Regions from separate parts of the Sus scrofa genome. Here regions 1 and 2 are each linked to region 3. Evidence: chromatin contacts called from public Hi-C and HiChIP or PLAC-seq data. All regions are on one chromosome and are shown on one strand. The core of a region is the stretch at or near the end of the contact, and the rest is flanking DNA. Distances in the headings are between cores, read along the strand shown. Region 1 overlaps STIM1 (stromal interaction molecule 1). Region 2 holds the start of STIM1 (stromal interaction molecule 1). Region 3 overlaps STIM1 (stromal interaction molecule 1).

Region 1 (2,700 bases), core at 95-2,594, 94 kb before region 3:
AATACCCTGCAAGCCAGACCAAAGGCCCAGAGAAAGCCCAATGGCTGAGACACGACTGGGGTGGCAGTAGCGGAGAGATTTGGGAAGGGGAGGAAGGAACGACTGAGCTGTACCTCTTGGACTCCTGAGGACCTGTGCTCAGAAGCCCAGAAAAATGAAATTCATGCCAAAGGGGCTGGGCAGGGCTTGGAAGGGCCCCCTGTTGCTCCCAGCCCTTAGCTCCCTTCCTAAGTATCTTCCATGGTGGGCAAGAGCTCAGGGGCGTCAGTTATAACGAAAATACCCTTGTACCCACCCATGCATTCCCTCTGCTCACTGGAAAAACAAAACAAAACAAAACAAAAACTCAATGCATCCAACCAAGCTTCCTCCACAGACCCATCTATGTTCATTCAGTCAGGCATCCTTCCACTCATTCCCAAGTACTTAAGGGGGTTCACAAAATGACAAGTCCAGGGCTGAGCCCTAGATATACTGACGCGAATGAGAAAACCGTCAGTGCCACTGAGGCAGTCAGGATTTATTTATTTGTTTATTTTTGTCTGTTTTGCCTTTTCTAGGGCCGCTCCCACGGCATATGGAGGTTCCCAGGCTAGGGGTCGAATCAGAGCTGTAGCCACCTACACCACAGCCACAGCAATGTCGGATCCTTAACCCACTGAGCAAGGCCAGGGATCGAACCTGCAACCTCATGGTTCCTAGTGGGATTTGTTAACCACTGCACCATGACGGGAACTCCGGTAGTCAGGATTTAGTCCAATAAAGACACGTAAACAGACAGCGGCACACAGTGTGACAGGTTCTATAATAGAGAGACACACAAGGGGTTGGATAGGCCCAAAGGATGGGGTGACAGACTCTGCCTGGAAGGACTCAGGGCACAGGATGGCCTGGGCAGACTCAGCAGAAAAAGTGAGTTTGCTCCTTCCTCCAGGAGAGGGAAAGGACCTAGCCACTGTCAGCTCTTCCTACCCTCGTAACTACCACGCGACCAGGGGACCAGGATGGGAAGGGAAAAGGATGATGAGGAAGACAAGTGACATACGGCTTCGCCCTGAGCTACAGAAGAGGAAGGCCAGGCTGTAGAACAAAAGCAGTCCAGAAAGAAGAGCACTGAAGAGTGAGTTAATCCCGTGGGTGAAACAGAAGAGGCAGAAACTGAACTAAACCTCTGAAAAATCCCAAGCCCGGATGTGTCGGTGACCAAAGCCTCAAAAGATGTGGTGACAAGAGGAAAAACATCTAGGCTGCAAGCTTACTGCTGACAACTCGCAGTCTCCGGCCCCTGGAGCTGCAAGGACTTTACCCCGACCCCCGTATGTGCACAGCAGGTGGCGCTAGAGGCACAGCGAAAACAAACCAGAGGCGCCATTTCCAGGCCCATCTCCTTCTCTCACTGAACAGTCAGTCCCTGACCCGACTGCTTGAAATTACACCATTACAGATTCAGTTCTCCACCGAACAGTCTCCTCCGAAAGCAGCCTCTTCCAAAAAGCCTATAATATGCCTGTCTTCTCTGTACAATCGGGAGCTCTTTAAAGCAGAATCTAAACTGACCCACGTTTATTACAGTCTTAACAGCATCTATAGAGATGAGCATCCGTAACTGCTATTGGGCGCAGAAATGAGCAAACATACGTACACTGAAAGCTTGCCCCGCGCCGCCGCCTCCACAGAAGACTGAGCACCTTGACAGCACATACGAGTAAGAAAACTAGGCGGCCTGACTGCGAGCCCTGCCTCTAAGGAGCTGTGTGACTATGGACAGGTCTCTTCCCTGGACAAGGCCTATTCCTTCATTTTCAAGTGGGAATCAAAATTCCTCCCTGCTTCAAAGACTTATCTTGAACCAAATGAAATCCTAGCTGGAATGCACATGTAGCATGATATGTAGTCATCCGAAATATCAGGAACTCTATTAAAAAAAACCATAGTGGCCGGCAGTGTAGGCCTGCTGAGCCAGGAGGGACAAGAGGCACGTGGGCTCTGGACACCGTCCGTCAGAGGGTGTGCGTGTGCACGGGTGCAAGGCTGGCCCTGGGCAGGTGTGTACATTCACTTCTCCAAGGGCCACAGGTCCTTTCGCTCTGGAGGCCTTGGGGAGCAGGGAGGGCGGGGAGCTTAGTTTTATCCCCAAACTTGGAATGTCTCCTGCCTAGATTCTTTGCCTTTGGAATGAAAACAGTACATGCTTTTCAGACAAGTGAAGAATGGGGACGGCCCACACAACAGCATTTAGCCCCCAGCTGGAAGAGGGCCCAGGAATAAGGGGCCCAGCAAAGTAGCCAGGAATCGGCTCAAAGATAAAACTCCTCTGGCCCCCCCAAGCTCAGCCCGCCGAAATGAATCTGCTCGGGCTGCCTTTACGGAGGCAGCAGGCTGAGGGTGTCAACACTCCTAGCTTCGTGATGTGTGACCCCAGAGAAGGCACTCACCCTCTCTGAGGCTTCACTTCCTCAGCTCTACAGTCGAGGTACAGTACCTACCGAACAGGGTCGTGGTGATGAAAAACAAAGGCGTTCAACAATACCTGGCTGAAAACGTCCGTTCCCCATCCCTCCAAAGAAAATAGTATCTACCATTTAAAAAGAACACAAAAGAGCCAGATCCCATTTCCTCTTACATGGACTCCTGAAAAGACTTCTCCACTGTCTAAAAGACAGTCCTGAAGTAGGCCTCTCCTTTTCTCAAAACCAAACC
Region 2 (2,700 bases), core at 122-2,621, 90 kb after region 3:
TGGTACATTGGGCAATGCTGGGCTCACTTGGAAGCCAGCACCTGGGGTACCTGCAATCATATCCAGCCCAGTCAAGGAATTTAAAAGGGGGGTTCCTAAGAAAGGGTCTATGGCCAAAGCCAGCCTCTGCATCCGTCCACGAAACTTCCTAGCCACCACGACCTCCACTTCCTTTTCCTCCCTGTCATCAACAGATACTGACTCCAGCTCGCCCACCCACAGAAAGAACCCAGCTATAAACTCTCCTCACTCTGAGTTCACTGCTTCTGGCAAATCCCAGTGACAGGGTGAGAGACATGGGAATACGAAACTGAATTCCTTCTCAGCCTTATGTACAACAAGTCAGTTTTATTTTTTTTTTCAAATGGTTTTTATTTTTTCCATGATAGCTGGTTTACAGTGTTCTGTCAACTTTCTACTGAACAGCAAAGTGACCCAGTCACACACACACATATACGACAACTGGATTTTAAACGTGCTCTGCTCTCCTGCCACAGCACTCCAGGGCTCCTGCTGTTTGACAAGGCTCCCTGGGTGCACAGGGAAAACCAGGACAGATCGAAAATACCGTAGAATTCCTACCCTCATCAGTCAGAAGAGAGAGAATAAGCCAACAAGTGGTCCCAGGAATTTTATCACGCCCGTTTCAGGAAAAGGCCATTGAACTCCACGGCGGTAAGTCAGAAACCATCTAAGGAACGAGCTGCTTTGCTATTTCAAAGGGGCACAGCTAGGAGACAGCGGATCACCTAGGGGAAGGGAGGGACTTGGCTTCCCACACTTACTGGAATAGCCCGGCACACCTCAACACTACGTTATGGAGTAACAGAGCTGGCCCGGTCCTGGCTCTCCCTGACCAACCCAAGCAGCCTCAACCTCCCTGTGCTGCCAAGTGCTGAAACTGGCCAAGAGCAACAGCCTTATCATCCGCGCAGGCCACCCTCGCAGTCAAGTCGTCCTGAGAAGGGGTCTTGGCCTGCTGACCTGCAAGGCCAAGCTACCCCAAAGGCAGACCTCCTTTCACTGCCAACAAAGGACACCCTGAGGAGGGATGAGTGAAGTTGTCGGAGAGACAGAGAGACAGTAGTCACGGCTCCTGAACAGAAAGAACTCCTTGGACTACTAAGAACAGCCAGTGCCATGTGTGGGGCCTCCATCCACTGCACATGCAGAGACCCAGGGTTCAACTTCCCCACTTGGGCAACTCAGTTCTTGCCCGTGGCAAGGCCTTACCTGCTGCAGTGGACTCCTCAGAACCGGCCCCTGAGCCAGTTCCGGTCGCCTTCTCGCCGTGGCTTTGGCTGAGGCTCTGGCCGTGATGCAGGAGGAGCCCCCAGAGGAGCCACAGGGCGAGACGGGCGCACACATCCATGACTCCCGGTCTCAGTCACCATGCGCCGGCTCTGGCCACCTCGGGATCCCAGAGGCAAAGCCGGGAGCCCCGGAGTGCAGCCGACGGTCCTGGAACCCCAGGCAAGATGCCCTCAAGGTGCCGCAGCTGTCCAGCCACCCGCGAGTTGGCCTCCTCTGGCAGCCAAAGGTCAAGTGCTCCAAGTTTGGGCGCAGGAGGAGGGCCGGCGCCTCTGGTCCAATAGTGGGTCCGCCGGAGCTGCGACGGCCTGAGCGCCCTGTCGGCTCGGGCCGCTTCCGGAGAGTTTGGGCTGGGTGGCCGCGGAGCGGCTGTCAGCTCCGCAGCGGGCTACACCCCTGCGAGACGGGGCGGGCGGACAGGACGACCTGCGGGCACCGGGGTGGGGGAGGGAGACAAGAGAGGGAGAGAGGGGGGCACCTGGCCGCGCCCCGCCGAGCAGCAGCGAGCAGCACAGGTTCGAGGAGGGCGTGCGACTCCCAGGCCCCCGCGGGTGGCTCGGGGATCCCAGGCCTCCTAGGCCGAGGTCAGCGCCCCCGCCCAGTCCCGTGCCCAGGCGCCCGGCAGTGCCCAGGTTCAGCAGGCGGACGCGCACGGGCCAGGCCCGGGACAGAGGCTCGGGAGCGGGCGGGCGGGCGGCGCGGGGCGGGCCCGGGGCGGGCGGGGGCGTGCTCTCCGGCAGGCCCGCCCCGCGCCGCCCGGCCCCCAGCGAAGCCCGGGCCCGCCCCAGCGCCGGGCTTCTCCCGGAATAACCTGGGCAAGGCAGCCGCCCGGCGCCCCCGGACCCCCGCGGGCGCTCCCGGCCGCTGGCCCGCGCGGGTCTCGGCCAGGACCGCTCTCCCCCGCCAAGGCTCGGGTCCCGGCCTCCCCGTCCCCCGCGAGCGTCTCCCCCGCGCCAACCGCCGGCGGAGGGACCGGCGGGCCCCCGGCACGCAGTCGCTCAGGTAACCCAGGCCCGCGGCGACAGCTGCGAGGATGACAGTAGCAGCCCGGCCCGGATCTCTGGCTCCACTCGCCTCAGCTCTAGAGCCAGGCTGGACAGAAGCCCTCAGCACCACTACTGCCGCCCGGGGCTGCGGCGGCGACAACCGCCGGGCCTGCTGCGGCCGGGGGCGCGCTCCCAGCCCCCCACTCCGGACAGGCAACCGAAGCTCCGCCCTCCCGCCGCGCCTCGCAGCCAATCGGCTTCCTCCTCTCTGCAGCTTAGGAACCCGCGCGCTTCGTCACCCCGTGCGCAGCGGCCCCTGGCGGGCAGATCTGGGTGCTGCAGTCGGGACCCGGGCTCCTTGGGTGGCCCTGCCCCTTTGCGGAGCGTTGGGGAGAGGAGCGAG
Region 3 (2,700 bases), core at 190-2,689:
CCAACAGTAGGCAGGTACCTAGGATCACTGTCCCCCCGGCTCCTCCTGGTTAAGACTGCTGGCCCTTCAGGGAACGTCCTCTCCAGGAGGAAACCCTCTTGAGTCATCCCAGGCCCTGGGAATGTTCCCTTCTGAGGTCAGAGAACTGAGCCCAGTCTGGTCCAGGCACCACCTCATAAGGTTTCTTCCAGTCATAATTTAATTCTGTCTCCAGCTGGCCTGTTAGCATCTCTGGAATGGGATTTGAGCATCCTTCTGCTCTCTCTTCAGGTACAAAATTAAGCACATTCCAACTGTCCAAGGGAGAGAGAGAGGATGAACACGACAGGAACCATGCTGGGACTTTTAGAGAGAGCGTCTCTTTTACAACTCTGTGAAGGTGGTACCTTTACTACTCCAGATGTGAGATGAGGAGACCGAGGCCCAGGTCAATGGACCCACTCAAGTCACATAAATGGGGAAAGCAGGGCTAGCATTCAGATACTGTCTATCTCCACAATCTTTTTTTTCATCTCCAGAATCTTGATAAGAATAAGCACATACTGGAGTTCCCATCATGGCACAGTGGTTAACGAATCCGACTAGGAACCATGAGGTTGCAGGTTCGATCCCTGGCCTTGCTCAGTGGGTTAAGGATCCGGCGTTGCCGTGAGCTGTGGTGTAGGTTGCAGATGTGGCTCGGATCCCGCGTTGCTGTGGCTCTGGCGTAGGCTGGTGGCTACAGCTCTGATTAGACCCCTAGCCTGGGAACCTCCATATGCCGCAGGAAGCGGCCCTAGAAAAAGCAAAAAGACAAAAAGACCAAAAAAAAAGACTAAGCACATACTGCTATCTGCCTGGTCACCAACCATGCAGCTGATTTGTTGGGTAATTCAGTCACGCCAGCTCCCCACCTCAACTCCTCTCTGCTGCCAATTTGGGTCCAAGAGCGGCTATTCTTTCTTCCTCTTACTGTGTCCCAGGAGGAAATGCAAAAGGGAGCTGCCCTGGGTCCCTTCCAGGGTGGAGTACGTAAAAGAATCAGGCTAAACAAAGAGCCCTTCGGTGGGGGAAAAGAGAGGCAAGTATTCATAGCCTACAGCATCAGAGCCAGAAAACGGCACGGGGTAAGCCCTCTGCTTTTCCAGATGAGGACATGGAACCCCAGGGGGGGCTCACTTGCCTCGGGTCACAGAGCTGAGCAGAGACGCAAACGCTGTCTCCCGGCTCCCCAGCTGCTGCTCATTTCTGGCCTCCTCTGCACCAGGCCACGGAGGCAGAACTGGAGTATGGCCTGTCAGGCCTGTCACCAAGGGCAGAACCCGGATGCTGTAAACACAGGAAACGGGCTGGGATGAGGTTCAGAGGGAGCAGCCACCTTTGCCAAGTTAGAGGTGTTCGAGTTTCCTGTCTGCAGCCGCGAACAGTCACAGAAACGCTCCAGAAAGCAACACGAGGCCCACAGGAAAGAGAAACACTCAGGCCGAGAACTGACTCTGAGTTATTCAGGGCAACCTGCTTAGGTTTACAGATGAGGAAGCAGCGCCTCCCCAAAAAGAAAAGTGACTTGTCCAAACGCACACACAGAATTTAAGAACCCTTAGAAATCACGCAGCTGGTTCCAAAGCTTCATTTTATTTTATTTTATTTTTTGACTTTTCTAAGGCCGCTCCTGTGGCATATGGACATTCCCAGGCTAGGGGTCGAATCGGAGCTGCAGTCACCAGCCTACGCCAGAGCCACAGCAACACGGGATCTGAGCCATGTCTGCGACCTACACCACAGCTCATGGCAACGCCAGATCATTAACCCACTGAGCAAGGCCAGGGATTGAACCCACAACCTCATGGTTCCTAGTCGGATTCGTTAACCACTGAGCCACGATGGGAACACCCAAAGCTTCATTTTAATGATGAGGTGTCCAAGGCCCAGAGAGGGAGAGGGCTTGCCCAAGGTCACACAGCTAGGCCATGACAGCCGGCCCGGAACCGCGTCTTCTACCTCAAGGCCAGGGCACTTCCTGCTGGCTAGAGTGAACAGGACAAAGGGATTTGGCTGCTGGTTTGGCCTTGGAAAAAGTACAACAGGTCAGGAAACTGAAAACAGGCAGGATCTACTAACAGCTAATGACGAATGACAAGGAGCAAACAGAGCAAGCTTAGAGAAGCCAAAACAAAAGTGGTCTGGTTGCTTAAGACACTTTGGGAAACTAAGAGGCAGAAAAATATTCTGGCTATTCTAGGAACTTAGACTCCAAAGAAGAACACGCAGGGAAGGCAGACAGAAAAGGCTGGAAACGCTAAGAGAAATCCCAGGGGTTCTGCTTCCTTCCTCTGTCCTGGGCCCGGATCCGGAGAGGTTCACCCTGGAAGCCACCCTGGACCCAGCAGCCACGAGGGGCCCTCAGCACCTCGCAGACTCCTAGGCCCCAGGCGCCACGCAGCCGGCAGGTATGGAGGGCGCCTACAATGCCCGGCACAGACAATGCCCGGCAATTCCTGCCTATTCAGTCCTCACAGCAGCCCTGCCAGACAAGGATTATAACTGCCATTTAACAGATGTGGAAACTAGGGCTTTGAGAAGGCAAGTCCCTTGGTCCCAGGTGTGAAGTGAGGACCCATCCACGGCAAATCCAGGATTCAACTTAAATTCCCATTCAAGAAATTCTTATCGAGAGCTTGCTGTTCCGAGGCTGTGGAGCAGAGCTGGGGGCACAAAAGG

Evidence for each region. Hi-C and Micro-C count contacts between places; a contact is called where the count stands out from the background. HiChIP or PLAC-seq counts read pairs in DNA pulled down with a chosen protein or histone mark.
Region 1: a Hi-C map of skeletal muscle shows a contact between it and region 3, with 4 times the contacts expected there. The contact joins two enhancer-like sites. A contact is called at or near these places in 12 of 47 Hi-C or Micro-C datasets (alveolar macrophages, blood, fetal skeletal muscle and 5 more) and 1 of 2 datasets of contacts at active chromatin or transcription factors (skeletal muscle).
Region 2: an H3K27ac HiChIP or PLAC-seq map of skeletal muscle shows a contact between it and region 3. The contact joins the promoter of STIM1 here to the enhancer-like site in region 3. A contact is called at or near these places in 1 of 5 promoter capture datasets (fetal liver), 5 of 47 Hi-C or Micro-C datasets (blood, embryonic fibroblasts, heart right ventricle and 2 more) and 2 of 2 datasets of contacts at active chromatin or transcription factors (alveolar macrophages and skeletal muscle).

The regions. Positions count from the first base shown.
Region 1 is chr9:6,084,032-6,086,731 of Sscrofa11.1, forward strand. The region is part of intron 6 of STIM1 (stromal interaction molecule 1); the gene reads right to left. Among named protein-coding and RNA genes, the nearest start is that of RRM1, 20 kb to the left of the region's middle. Within about 2 kb of position 1,345, at least 24 of the 83 cell types and tissues checked have an H3K27ac peak or open chromatin away from gene starts, as enhancers often do. A contact at or near this core is called in omental adipose tissue and skeletal muscle, where this site is marked.
Region 2 is chr9:6,268,052-6,270,751 of Sscrofa11.1, forward strand. STIM1 (stromal interaction molecule 1) reads right to left here and starts at 1,372. Exons shown (of 12, transcript NM_001130974.1): 1 at 1,234-1,372. The coding sequence starts at 1,372.
Region 3 is chr9:6,177,877-6,180,576 of Sscrofa11.1, forward strand. The region is part of intron 1 of STIM1 (stromal interaction molecule 1); the gene reads right to left. Among named protein-coding and RNA genes, the nearest start is that of STIM1, 90 kb to the right of the region's middle. Within about 2 kb of position 1,440, at least 41 of the 83 cell types and tissues checked have an H3K27ac peak or open chromatin away from gene starts, as enhancers often do. A contact at or near this core is called in fetal liver, liver, omental adipose tissue and 2 more, where this site is marked.